2 separate regions of the Sus scrofa genome follow, and region 1 is linked to region 2. The links are chromatin contacts, called in public Hi-C maps. All regions are on one chromosome and are shown on one strand. Each heading gives the region's core, a stretch centred on a gene start, on an enhancer-like site or on the middle of the called end of the contact. The rest is flanking DNA. Distances are from core to core; before and after follow the strand shown.

Region 1 (6,743 bases), core at 437-2,936, 110 kb after region 2:
CTGCACGTTTTACTGGGACCCCAACCTTGAGGTATTTGACTGACTGTATCTGGAGCAGACGAGTGAGGGTCCCCCCCCCGACCTCCCCTCCATGATGGTCAGTTTCACATGTCAGCGGGGCTGGGTGGTAGCACCCCGTGTGCCCTCAGACGCTAATCCGGGCCTCACAGGGGGAGTGTTTGGGAGGCGCGGTTGACGTCTGTAGTCAGTTGACTTGGAGGGAAGAGCACGGATTATCCCCCGTCACCTCTGTGGGCCGCATCCCGTCATTTCAGAGGCCTTCAGTGCAGAACTGAGGCTTCCCTGAGGGGCAAGAAGAAGTCTGCCCCCAGACTGCGACGTCCATTCCTGCCTGGGCGTTCCCTCCCTCCGGTGGGCGCAATGGATTTTGGACTTGTCTCCTGCCCCCCACTGCTGTGCAAGTCAGTTGTTTGTTTGTTTGTTTGCTTGCTTTTTAGGGCCGCACCTGCGGCATAGGGATCCCAGGCTTGGGGTCCAATTTGAGCTGTGGTTGCCAGCCTACACCACAGCAATGCCGGATCCTTAACCCACTAAGCAAGACCAGGGATCAAACCCTCATCCTCATGGATACTAGTCGGGTTCATAATCCGCTGAGCCACAACAGTAACTCCCCAAGTTTCTCGAAAGAACTGTGTGTGTGTGTGCATGAGTGCCTGAATGTTTATAAATTATATATTCATTATAATAAGAATATATAATAATATAAACTCATACTCTCCCACACATGTCCACATCCGTGTTCCTGTCCTGCTGGCGCAGTCACCCAGCGCACACACCGCCTGGCGCCCTGTTTGCTTCTGAGTCTCCTCTGCTCTGACAGCTGCAGGCAGGCAGGAGCTGCGTCTCTCCGTGTGCCGGTCCCAGAACTCATTCACCTTGAAGGAATGAATAATGGAAACGTCCTTCAGAATGTGTAACGGGCTGTGTCCTTGAGTACACTGAAAACGGTTATGTAAAGTGGAATAACTCTCCCAATAGGCAGGCAACTTCCCGTCGCCCGTGTAGACAGAGTCTACATGGAACGCATCTCCCGTGGCCCGTCTCAGCCTTATGGGCTCTGGCTTCTGCCCTCACCTTCTCCTTCACCCGCCGGCCTCAGAGATAGAGTCAGTCATTTGTTTGAGGTCGTGGCTTGTTTATTTCACTTCCTTGCGACCCGCTTCGGGTTTAGCTCTTTCATTTCCCTACACATGCAGCATTTGGATGGAAGAAGATCACAACCAGTGGAACATTGGGTGACCTTTTTTTTGCCTCCTTCATCCTTCATTAGTATTCTTTGCTTTCTAGAATTGGATTCTTTGAACGTTCTGGCGAGAGGTCTGTTCTGAGACCCCGGCTGAGGCCGGACGAAGGTGCTGGTGTGGGTTTGTGAGGCGTATCTCCGCTAGAGTCCTGATTTCTCCATAGTGTTGCTGCACAGCACTGAAAAGTCCAGTTTGGAAGTTGCAGTGCGCTGAGACTTGTTTCTGCTCTTACTTCATTGGATTGATGGGTCTGGCGTTAACCCAATCTCTGCTTTTCTTCCTGATGCTGCTGAGAGGACCACCAGTCCTCAGAAATCATCTCTCGCCCTGCCAGCGCTGATAAGGATCCGGTTTCGGAGCTGGCGTGGTGTCTGTGAGACAGTCAGGGCCGCTTGGCTTCCTTCCCACATGACCTCATGGATTTGGTCAAAGTTGGAACATGCGGAGACCGTGAACTCAGGCAGTTCCCTGGACTGTTTGGATTCAGAGACACTTGAGGGAGCTAAAAATAGCTTCGCAGGGAGAGGAGTGTGGTGGGCACTTTCCCTTTTGGAAGGAGCTCTGCTCCCTCTGTCTCCTGAGTCTGGGGAAACTGTCCTGCTTCCAGTCCCAGGGGAGCCACTGTGTGACCAGACAGGGGAGGTCAGTGTCCGGTGTCCTTCAAGGATCCTGCCCGGCCGTTGTGCTTCCCCAGCCCCAAGGGAGAGGGGCTCAGCAGCAAAGCAGGGTGGAGGGAGCTGAGCCCCAGGGGACTAGTGGCGCGTTAGAGGAATACCCTCAATCCAGGACTGAGCGTGCAGGAGGTGGGGTGGTGGCTCCGGGGACGAGGGCAAAGAGAGGCTCGGGCTGGGAAGGTGGTTTTGAGCTTGAGTCATTGAGTGGGACACTGAGCAGTGAATGTCTGCGCTGAGAGAGGAGCTTTGTGCGCTCATCTCCCCGTGCCAGTTGACAAGGGATAGCTATTGTGATCACCACACAAAGTCTGAAGGGGAGAGCTCGGATTTTAAATTGAGTTTCTTCATCTTGGCAGCAGCTTAGGCCGGTTTTAGCTGCACAGAAAGAATGTGAACGCAGAGCTGGACAGTGTGGCGTGAATCCCAACCATGTGACTTGGCAGTTGTGACGTCACCTGTGCTTTCAGTTCCCCAAGTAGAAAACGGGGTTAATAATGCCATCCTTCCTGCTACACAGTGTGGTTTTAGAGATGGACGGTACAAGGAAAGAAAATTACAGGCCCATATTCCTGATGAACATAGATGCAAAAATCCTCAACAACATGGCAGCAAATGGAATTCAGGAGCACGTTAAAGTGATGATACACTGTCCTCAGGAGGGATTCATTCTAGGAATGCAGGGGTGGTTTAGCAAACCCAAATCAGTCGATGCGATCCACCGCATTAATTGCATGAAGGATGAAAACCGTATGAGGATTTCAACAGATCATCATGGCAGAAAACAACTTGGCAAAATTCAACATTCCTTTGTGATAAAAAAAAAAAAAATCAGCTCTCACACATAGGTATGGAAATGACACACGTAACCATAATAAAAGCCCATATATGAAAAGCCCACAGCTCACATCAGCTAACATCGTACTCAGTGATGAAAAGGTAAAAGCGGAGTTCCCTGGTGCTCTGGCAGGTAAGGATCTGGTATTGCCACTGCTGTGTCTCAGGTTCAGTGCCTGGGCTGGGAACGTCCGCATGCTGAGGGCATGGCCAAAGATAATTATTTAATTAAACAATTTCAAAGGGCCTCTTTTAAGGGGAAAAAATAAAAGCGTTAAAGCCTTTTCTCTAAGATCAGCAACCAGACACAAATACTCAATCTTGTCATTTCTATTCAGCATGGTACTGGAAGTACCAACTAACCATAGTAAAAGAAAAAGAAAGAAAAGACATTCGAATCAGAAAGGAAGAAGTAAAATGATCTCTGTTTGCAGACGACATGATATTACATATAGAAAACCCTAAAGGCTTCATAAAAAACCATTGGAACTAGTGAATGAATTCAGTAACATTACAGGATGCAAGATCAACATACAAAAATTAGTGTTTCTATACACTAACAGTGAACTACCTGAAAGAGAAACTAAGAAAGCAATCCCATTTTCAAAACCATCAAAAATAAATAAATGCTTTTTCTTAAATTTAGCCAACTTATTTAACCAGTAAATTTAACCAAGGAGGTTCATTCAGTGCACAAGACCCGTACTCTGAGAATTAGAAGACATTGATGAAAGAAACTGAAGAAGACGCGAATAAATGGAAAGATATTCCATGGTCATGGGTTGGAGGAATTAATACTGTAAAAATGTCCTTCCTCCTCGAAGTGACCTGCAGATCCAATGCAGTCCCTGTCAAAATTCAGTGGCATTTTGGTCAGGAATAGAAAATACTATCCTAACATTTGTGTGGAACCACAAAGGACCCCAAATTGTCAAAGCAACGTTGCTAAAGAAAGAAGCCGGAGGCCTCACACTCCTTGATTTCAAGCTATGTTACAAGGATGTCATTAATCAAAACAGTAGGATACTGGCAGATGTACAGACACCATGTGTACATGACCATTTACTTATGACAGAGGAGCCAAGACTAGGCAGTGGGGAAAGGACACCCTCTTCAATAAGTGATGTTGGGAAACTAGACAGCCGCATGTGGAAGAATGCAACTGGGCCCCATCTCACACCACATGCACAAACAGTGGTTCAAAATGGATTAAAGGCTTGAGTGTAAAACCTGAAACCATAAAACTTTTAGAAGAAAACATGGGGGGTAATCCCCTTGATATCAGTCCTAGCAGTGATATTTCGGATTTGACACCAAAAGCAAAGGCAACAACAAAAATAAGCAAGTGAAATGTCCATCGACAGATGATTGGATTAGGAAGATGCAGTACACACACACACACACACACACACACACACACACAATGGAATACTACTCAGCCATAAAAAAGAACAAAATAATGCCATTTGCAGCAATGTGGATGGAACTAGACTCTCATCCTGAGTGAAGTAAGTCAGAAAGAGAAAGACAAATACCATATGATATCACACATCTGGAATCTAATATAGGGCACAAATGAACCTTTCCACAGAAAAGAAAATCATGGACTTGGGGAATAGACTTGTGATTGCCAAGGGGGAGGGGGAGGGAGTGGGATGGATGGGGTGCTCGGGGGTAACAGATGCAGATTATTGCCTTAGGAATGGATAAGCAGTGAGATTCTGCTGTGTAGCACTAGGAACTCTGTCTAGTCACTTATGATGGAGCATGATTATGTGTGAAAAAAGAATGTATACATGTATGTGTAACTGGGTCACCGTGCTGTACAGTAGAAGAAAATGTATTGGGGAAATAACAGTTGTTTACAATGAAAAATAAATAAAAAAATAAAATCTTAAAAAAAACAGATACCAAGTGAGACAACATCAAACTAAAGCAAAGGAAACCATTAACAAATGAAAAGGCAGCTTATGGAATGGGAGAAAATGTTTTCAAACCGCATGTCTACTGAGAGGCTAATATCCAGAATACTCACAAACTCATACAACGCAGTAACAAAAAAACTCCGAGTAATCTATTCAAAGCACGGGCCAAGGGTCTGAATAGACGGTTTTTCCTAAAGACCTGCACATGACCAACGGGTATGTGAAAAGGTACCCAACATCGCTCATCAGGGAAACGCAAATCCAAATCGCAATGAAATATCACCTCACACCTGTTAGGATGTCTCCTATCAAAAAGACAAGAGATAAAAGCCCTTGTGCCTGTTGTTGGGGATGTAAACCAGTGCAGCTCCTAAGGGAAAAGTCTAGAGGCTACCCGAAATTAAAAACAGAACGACTATAGGGTCCAGCCATCCTGCTTCTGAGTATGTATCCAAAGAAAATGGAAACGGAATAGCAAAGAAACGTCTGCATTCCCGTGTTCGCTGCAGCATTATTTATAGTAGCTGAGGCGTGGAGACAACCTACATGCCCACCAACAGATGACTGCATAGTGACAATGTGACATATATAATACAGATAGCAATAGATAGATCTATCCATCTATGTAATTCCACCCATAAAAAAAAGAAGGAAATCCTGCCATTTGGGACAACATAGATGCACCTGGAAGGCATCGTGCTAAGGGATATAATCCAGACAGGGGAAAACAAAGACTGCCTGGTGTCAGTTATACGTAGAGTCTAAGGGCAGGGTAGGGGGAAGCCAACTTCATAGAGACCAGGAGGGTAGTTGCCCAGGGCCAGGGAAGATGCTGGTCAAAGGGTATAAACGTTCGATTGCTGGAATCAGTTCTGAGGATGTGGTGGTGACCGCGGGTATTACTGTGGTGTCGTATGCTTGGGCGTGGCTGCAAGTAGCTCTTAGGCATTCGCCCCTCGAAGGAAAAAGAACAAGAGGAGTTAAGGTGAGACGATGGGTGTGTAGATGATCTTGATCTTGGTAATCGTTCCACGCGTATCATTTATCAGCTCGTCACGGCGTAACTTTAAATGCAGATGATGCTATTTCTCAGCCAAGCTGGGGAGAAAAGCTACTGTATTCAACTCATGCTTTAATTGGCTGTGGCGCTCTGCTGCCTAGCTTGTCAAGTGCTCTAAGTACCAATCTGAAAAGACTCCATCCCCCCTTTCCAAGGGCTACAGTCAGGTGGGGGGATCACCGTGGGCACCCACGTTGCGAAGATGCTGCGCTGGAGGAGTGAGCCTATTGGAAAAGTGTGTGTCCTGTGCTTGGGACGTCGGAAAGGTGGCGGAAGAAGAGGAGACAGACCGGAAGGAGCAGCGGAGTTTATCCCGTGGGACAGAGGCTAGCAGCGGGAGTTCAGTGGCCTGACACGTGGGAAGCCAGGACTAGGTCCCCTGGGACCACTGCCACACAGGACGCTGTGGGGAGGCAGTAGAGACCAGGAGAGCAGCTCAGATTTGTGATTTAAACGGGAGCGTGTTGGGGGGCAGTGTGGAGAGTGGCCAGGGGAGGGGGGCCTGGAGGAGAGGAGACCGTCGAGGAGTGGTCCAGGGACAGGTGAGAGGGGCCCGTGCCCGGACAGAGGCAGGGTGGAGAGGAAGGGCTGGGTCTCAGAGGGCTCAGGGTGACCTCACCTTCGGAAGTGTAGAGTGCCGTAAAATGTAGGCGTGTGAATGAGATCTCAATATTATTGACTTTAAAAAAAAGAACTGTCTTATTGTATGCGAATGATATCTCAATAAAAATGAAAAAAAGGGACTGTCAATGTGTGCAAGGGCAAAGATGAAGAAAATGTCCCTTCCAAGTCAGCAGTGAATATCTCTGAATGGTGGCATTCAAGGCAGTTTTTTTGTTTTTTTTTAAAACCACTGTTTAAGATTTTGACGACAGCCGCGTAGTACTTGTGCAGTTACTACATAATAAAGGATGCCAGGTTGCCTTCATCTCTCTTTCTCAGAAAGGACCATCTTACAGCTTTGAATCGTTCTGCGCCTCGACGT
Region 2 (6,324 bases), core at 1,537-4,036:
AAGTAGCTGTTTGTTTCTCTTCACTGAGGGACAGGCAGACAAAAGGATAATTAAACAAATCAGCGTTGTGCTAATTCAGTTTTTGAGCTGGCAGAGTTCAGGACTTGTTTGTCGAACTAACAGGGAAATTCAAACATTCCACACCCAGAAGGTTATCGTTTTTGCTCGTTTCCTGTTTTCAGTTGAAAAAAAAATCCTAATTTACCAAATGAACCTTTCTCAGTGTCACCTTGTGGTGCCAGTTGTAGTCCAGTTTCTGTCTCTTTCCCAGACCACCGCGGCTGCTGCCGTAGAGTCACAGCCCAGCCAGGGTCAAGAACACACAGGAGTGACTTCTAAATCACAGCTTTGCACAGAGTGGGGTGACATTGCCCCATGAAATAGAATGTTCTCTGCCAAGTTCAAAAACTGTATTTTCTTGACTATATTTCTCTTGTCACACGTGCTTGCTTTCTTTAAGCTTTCTTCTTGCATTTGATGTTGATTAGAGTACGTTAAAAACATAGACACATAGAAAGGTTACTGAAACAGGCAAATGTCCGTTGGTGAAAACTTTCCCCATGGTTTAAGGATTTTTTTTTTTTTTTCTTTTTAGGGCCACACCCACTGCATATGGAAATTCCCAGCCTTGGGCTCGAATCAGAGCTGTAACCACCAGCCTACACCACAGCCACAGCAACACCAGATCCTTAACCCACGGAGCAAGGCCAGGGATCGAACCTGTGTACTCATGGATGCTAGTCAGATTCTTTTCTGCTGAGCCATAGTGGGAACTCCCGTTTAAGGATCTTACCAGCTATAATGGAAAAAATAAAAATCAGTATTAAAAAAAAAAAAGAAGAAGGACTTTCCCAGTTTCGTAAAGCAGTTGAGACAGGCGTGAAATAGAGTGAGCTCTGCCTTCTCACTTCGTGGACAGTTTTGACTAGTGAACAGCCTGAGATACCCAGGGAAGCCAGCGCAGAAATGCCCATTTGGACTGCTGGACGGAGCAACACGGAGGAGCTCAAATGCCATCGTTGACAGGAGGAAGAATGGGGAAGTGCCTTGTGTCCTCATTAGAAAGCAGAACTCGTGCCCTGGGCTCATGTGAGTTCTCCTCGCGTGCCCGTGCCCTCCGTTCTCCTGTGGGGACTCGCGTGAGACGGGGAGTGCGCTGGCGACACCGAGGTTGTGAGTCTAGTCTGTTTTCAGAGAGAGGCTCAGAGGAGTTACAGGACTGTCTGTCCGTGTCACCTCATTACTCGTGACCATGTCCTTTTGCTGTAAAACGGCAGTGCATCCTCGGCCCCCATGACCTGGTGGGCTGCTCCGTGCCCGCTGTCGGGTCCCCTTCCCCCCATGGCTGACCACGTGGACACTGCACCTTCTGCCCAGGTCACTAGCAGCTTTTTTTTTTTTTTTTTTGTCTTTAAAATGATTCCACTTATCAAGAGTCGTTTTCCCCTTAAAAACTTTGAAGGCAGCATCCAGAAGAGAATTAGAGAGGCCTGCTCTTCCTGTTGTGATGACATGTTAGAATTTAAAAGTGCGTTGTCAGAGGTAACTTTCTCAGGCTTAGCCAAAGCACACGATGCCTTTTGAACAGAAAACCACTTTCTAGATGATTGGAGGGCCTTCTCCTATAGCCGGTGTTTGGAAGGTACATCGATTGATGGATCTTGTGGCTGCCAGAAGCGCATGGATTGTAATCCATGCCCCGAGCCATCAGAGTTAGCAGGCCTTTTCCCAGGGAACACATTACACTCTGTTCCCCCCCGCCTTTTTGTATTTCTATTTATTTTTCGCCAGAAACACACCGTTGAAAAAATTTTAGACAACGTTAGAAGCTTTACTGCACCCCCATTCTCATCCTAACCGCCCCCCCGTCCCCCCCGATAGAGAGACAGGTTAGTTGCTGTGTATCCTCCCAGGGTCTTGGGGCGGTTTGTTTACTGCACAGGCATGGAAATACGAATGAATGCGTATTGTGTCCCCTTGGCCCCCGTGACCTGCTGGGCCCTCCGAGCCCGGCTCTCCGCGAAGGTGACACTGGTCTTCCTCCTGTTCCCCGCGGAAGGATGTGGCCTAGAGCTCCATCTCTGTCAGAACGCGGGGCGCTCCTCCCTCCGGATACACAGCAGATCTTCCAGGGGACCGTGCCTGCATCGTACGTAGTTTATGTGACGACCAGCTCTCTCTGGATGGCTGTTCGGATGGTTTCTTTTTTCTTTCTTTCTTTTTTTTTTTTTTTTTAGGGCCGCACCTACGGCATATGGAGGTTCCCAGGTAAAGGGTTGAATCAGCTGTATTTGACTCCCGACGCCACAGCCACAGCCACAGCAGTGTGGGATCCGAGCCACGTCTGCGACCTACACCCCAGCTCACGGCAACACCAGATCCTTAACCCACTGAGTGAGGCCAGGGATGGAACCTGCATCCTCATGGGTGCTAGTCAGATTCGTTTTTTCTGCTGAGCCACGACGGGAGCTCCTCGGATGGTTTCTGATGCTTTTTTGTTTCCAGGCACTGCTGGGATATTGTACACACACGTGCAGCGTGTCTGTCTGTAGGATACAATCTCAGAAAGGTGATTGCTGGGTCAGAGATAAATGCATTTGCAATTTTGACAGCTGTAATCTGATAGACCATCAGGTGTTTATTACCGTTTTAAAAAATTTTGGTTTCTCACCGGGAATGTCAGAGAGAAACTCTTTCTTTCCCTTTGGCAAATGCGGCCATGGATTATGGCCCAAACCAGGACACTCTTAAGTCTGGAAGTGGCTCTATTAATAGTGACACTGGGACAGCAGGCAGGGGCCAGGGCTTTGCTGGCACTGCAGACATATCTTGACGTACTCGTAGTCGTGCCAGCAGAACGGGCTGTTAAACTTTCTCAAGGGACCTCGAGTGGAATTCAAGTTCAAAAATAATCGCCTAACAAGGCAACCTTTAAAAGGAAAGCTACAGTGACGGTGGCAGGACGCTGTGAATGTACTTAATGCCAGTGACCCCTACACTTGAACGTGGTGCCAGGGGTAAATTGTATGTTACGTGTATTTCGCAACAGTTAAAAACCAAAACTCACAAAAAGGAGCAGACCGACCCATGACTCTATATGGCTCAATCTCAGATGATGCCCGGTGAATGTCTTGAAAGGCTGCATATTGTGCGATTCTCTTCCTGAAGATAGTCTGGAAAGGGGGAAACTCTAGAAATGGAAAAGAGATGCGTGGTTTCAGGAGCTGGGCTGTGGGGAGGGTGGAGTGTCAGGCCGCAGGGGAGTCTCGGGGGTGATGGACCTGTTCTGTGTATTGATGGGGGCAGCAGTTTCATATACGCTGTCAGTGGCAGACCCGAAGGAACGGCACACTCAAAGGGGTGCCTGCGACTTGTGCAAGATGTCCCTTAATAAAACAAATGGAAAGGGAATGGAATAAAAAAGTAAGGCCACTCAGGATTCCGTCCCTGGAGCTTTGGGAAAGTTGCCCTGCCTGATTTCTTTTGTGGGCAAGTCCAGTGGGACCTGAGGGGCGCTTGCCAGTGGGCCTCCTGCCCGGTGACCATTTGTGTCGCTTGCTGTTGTTGTGGGCCCTGCTGCCTCAAGCTCTCTGGCTCTGTGAGGATCTGTCAAGCCGGCTCCGGCCTCAGGGATCCTGCAGATGCCAACGTGGGGTCCAGGGCTTGCCTGGCCCCCGAGTGTGTCATGGCAAGGCTCAGGTGGGTGCACATAGATCCAGTCTGGGGTCTGCTGGAAGGAGGGAGGCAGGCAGAGAGCTGGATCCCAGCCTGCCCCGAGGATTCTGTCCCATCCCTTCTGGGAGCTGGGAAAGCATGCTTCTGCACGGGATCTGTCTTGGCGGTGACAGAGGGAGCCCATTTGGAGGGCCAAGATGAGTGTCTCCTGCATCTGGACAAAGAGGTTAGACCCTCTAGATGGATGAGAACACAGGGTCCTGCAGGTAAGTAGAGTCCGGGGCCACGAGGGCAGTGAAGACTGTTGGAAAAGGCAGATGCTGGGGCCCAGGCAGGGGCGCAGGTGCCACAGCCACTCGCAGTCAGGAGTCGGCATCAGAACACTCAGCAGCGCTCATCATCAGAGGAATGCAAATCAAATCACAGGATAGCACTTCACACCCATTAGAGCAGTTATTCTAAAAAACACAAAATACACATGGCAGTAGAGTGTGGAGAAGTTGGAACTCTTGTGCGCTGTTGGTGAAAGGGTTGAGCCGCTGTGGAAAACAGGATGGCCGTTCCTCAAAACATTAGACCAGACACTACTGTGTGATCTGACAGTTCTTCTGGGCGTGTCCCCCAAAAGATCCGAAAGCAAGCACGCCAACAGACGTTTGCACACGCATGTTCCTAGCAGCACTATTCACAGAAGCTGGAAGAGGGGGGCGACCCCAGTGTCTGTTGACGGATGAATGGATAAACAAAATGCGGTCCATCCATGCAGTGGAATATTGTTCAGCCTTGAAAAGGAAGGACATCCCGACACAGGCAACACCGTGGATGAACCTTGAGGACCTTCTGCTAAGTGGAATCCGTCCTGAAAGACTGTATGATTCCCCTCATAGGAGGTACCTGAGCAGTCGAGCTCTTGGAGACGGAAAGTAGCGAGCTGGTCGCCAGGGCCTGGGTGGGGGTGGGGGAAGAGCAGCGTTAGTGTTTACTGGCTGCGGAGCTTCCGTTTGGGCAGGTGGACAAGTCCTGGAGGTGGATGCGGGTGCTGGTTGTAGAACAACACAAGTGGACTTAATGTCACAGACCTGTGCCCTGAAAAATGGTTGAAATGCGAAGTTTTATGTTACATATATTTTACCATAAGAAAATTCATCTTAAGAAAACCAAATGTGAGAGGCGTGAGCTGAAGCCGAGTGGGCTCACCTGCAAAGCCGGGTGGGTGAAGAGGGGACCTGGTGCGGTGGGGAGAGGGGGTTCCACGTCGGCGTGGATTGTCTTGCTCTGCTCCTTCATGGTCGTTGTCATTGCAGGCAGATGTGCCATCACCCCTTGGTCTCCTGCGTGCCCTCCCAGGAGTCAGAGTGTTGCCCATGTGCCGAGACCTGAGCCTGAGCAGGGACCCAGAGGCCAGGGACATCTGTCCTTGTCCCTTCCCCCAGAGAGCCTTGGTTGTCACCTGGTCCCCCTCAAACCCTCCCCATCCTCCCAGGAAGGGTTCCATGAATGACGAGCAGTTCTGGGGGCCCTCCTGCTCCCACTTAGGCCCTGGTCCCTACTAGCTGCAGCCATGGGTCCCGCTGCCCGGGCCTTGAGTCTGTGCTGAGGCTCCAGCAGCAGCTGGGAAGCCCCGTGTCGGGCCCCAGACGCTGCCCTTGACTTTCTCAGCATTGGGACCTGGGGGAGGGGGCAGCACCAGTGGGTTGGGCATCTCTCGGCTGCGTGGATTACCGAGTGGGGCTTCCTGGAGCTCCTGCAGCTGTGTTGAGCAAGGCCCTCTTTCGGGGTTTCACGCACCCTGTCGTATAGTAATCTCTGTACCTGGAACTTGGGCAGAGGCCGTAGGCTGCCCAGAGGACATCCTGAGCTGGGGCCTTCCTGAGGCCCGGTCCCCCCTCCTTTCTCACTGCTGGGAGGTGAGGCCCCCCCTCTGTGTCCTTCGGGATGTGTTTTCTTAGGAGGTCCCCCCTCTGTGTCCTTCGGGATGTGTTTTCTTAGGAGGTCCTGAGATCTCTCCCGCGGAGACCCCTGGCAGATCCGCCTCTCCAGCCCGCCGCACCTGCCCAGCTTCTCTCGTAATCCCCTGACTGTGCCCCAGGCTCAGTCCCCCACGACACCCTTACTCCCAGACAGGGTCATCATCCTTAGCCCTGCTGTCCAAGACAGCAGCCCAAGGCCTCATGTGCTGTGGAGAAGGTGGCCTGTCATTTGCTGAAAGTGTAAAATGCATGCCAGGTTTGGAAGGTTTGCTATGAAAAGGGGTGTGTAGAAATACCCCATCAGTTATTTTATATCTGTATGTTGAAACAACAACAGGTTATTTTGGGTAAAATAAAATACATGATGAACATTCATTTCGCTTGTTGGATTTGCCTTTGAAAACGTGGCTACCTGCAAATCTGAGGCTACCTGTGCAGCTCCCCTGTCACTCTCTTGGGCAGCACTTTTTAGAGCAGCAGCCCCTCCCGGAAGCTGGGTAGAGATGCAGGATCTTGGCTCCACCGCTGGCTGGCCCAGGGAAGCCAAGCCTCTGGGGCGGGCTCGGCATCTGTGTTTAACAAGCCTCTGGGTGATTCTGGTTATGGGCAAGTTTGAGATCCGGGGCCGCTGAGGCACTCTTTCGGTTCCCAGGTCACTGTGACTTTATGGAGAGCATGC

What was found. Hi-C and Micro-C count contacts between places; a contact is called where the count stands out from the background.
Region 1: a Hi-C map of fetal heart ventricle shows a contact between it and region 2, with 2.7 times the contacts expected there. The contact joins two enhancer-like sites. A contact is called at or near these places in 3 of 47 Hi-C or Micro-C datasets (brain, fetal heart ventricle and heart right ventricle).

Annotation. Positions count from the first base shown.
Region 1 is chr11:6,273,950-6,280,692 of Sscrofa11.1, forward strand. The region is part of intron 4 of MTUS2 (microtubule-associated tumor suppressor candidate 2); the gene reads left to right. Among named protein-coding and RNA genes, the nearest start is that of MTUS2, 240 kb to the left of the region's middle. Within about 2 kb of position 1,687, at least 7 of the 83 cell types and tissues checked have an H3K27ac peak or open chromatin away from gene starts, as enhancers often do.
Region 2 is chr11:6,160,240-6,166,563 of Sscrofa11.1, forward strand. All of the region lies in intron 1 of MTUS2 (microtubule-associated tumor suppressor candidate 2), which reads left to right. Among named protein-coding and RNA genes, the nearest start is that of MTUS2, 120 kb to the left of the region's middle. Within about 2 kb of position 2,787, at least 4 of the 83 cell types and tissues checked have an H3K27ac peak or open chromatin away from gene starts, as enhancers often do.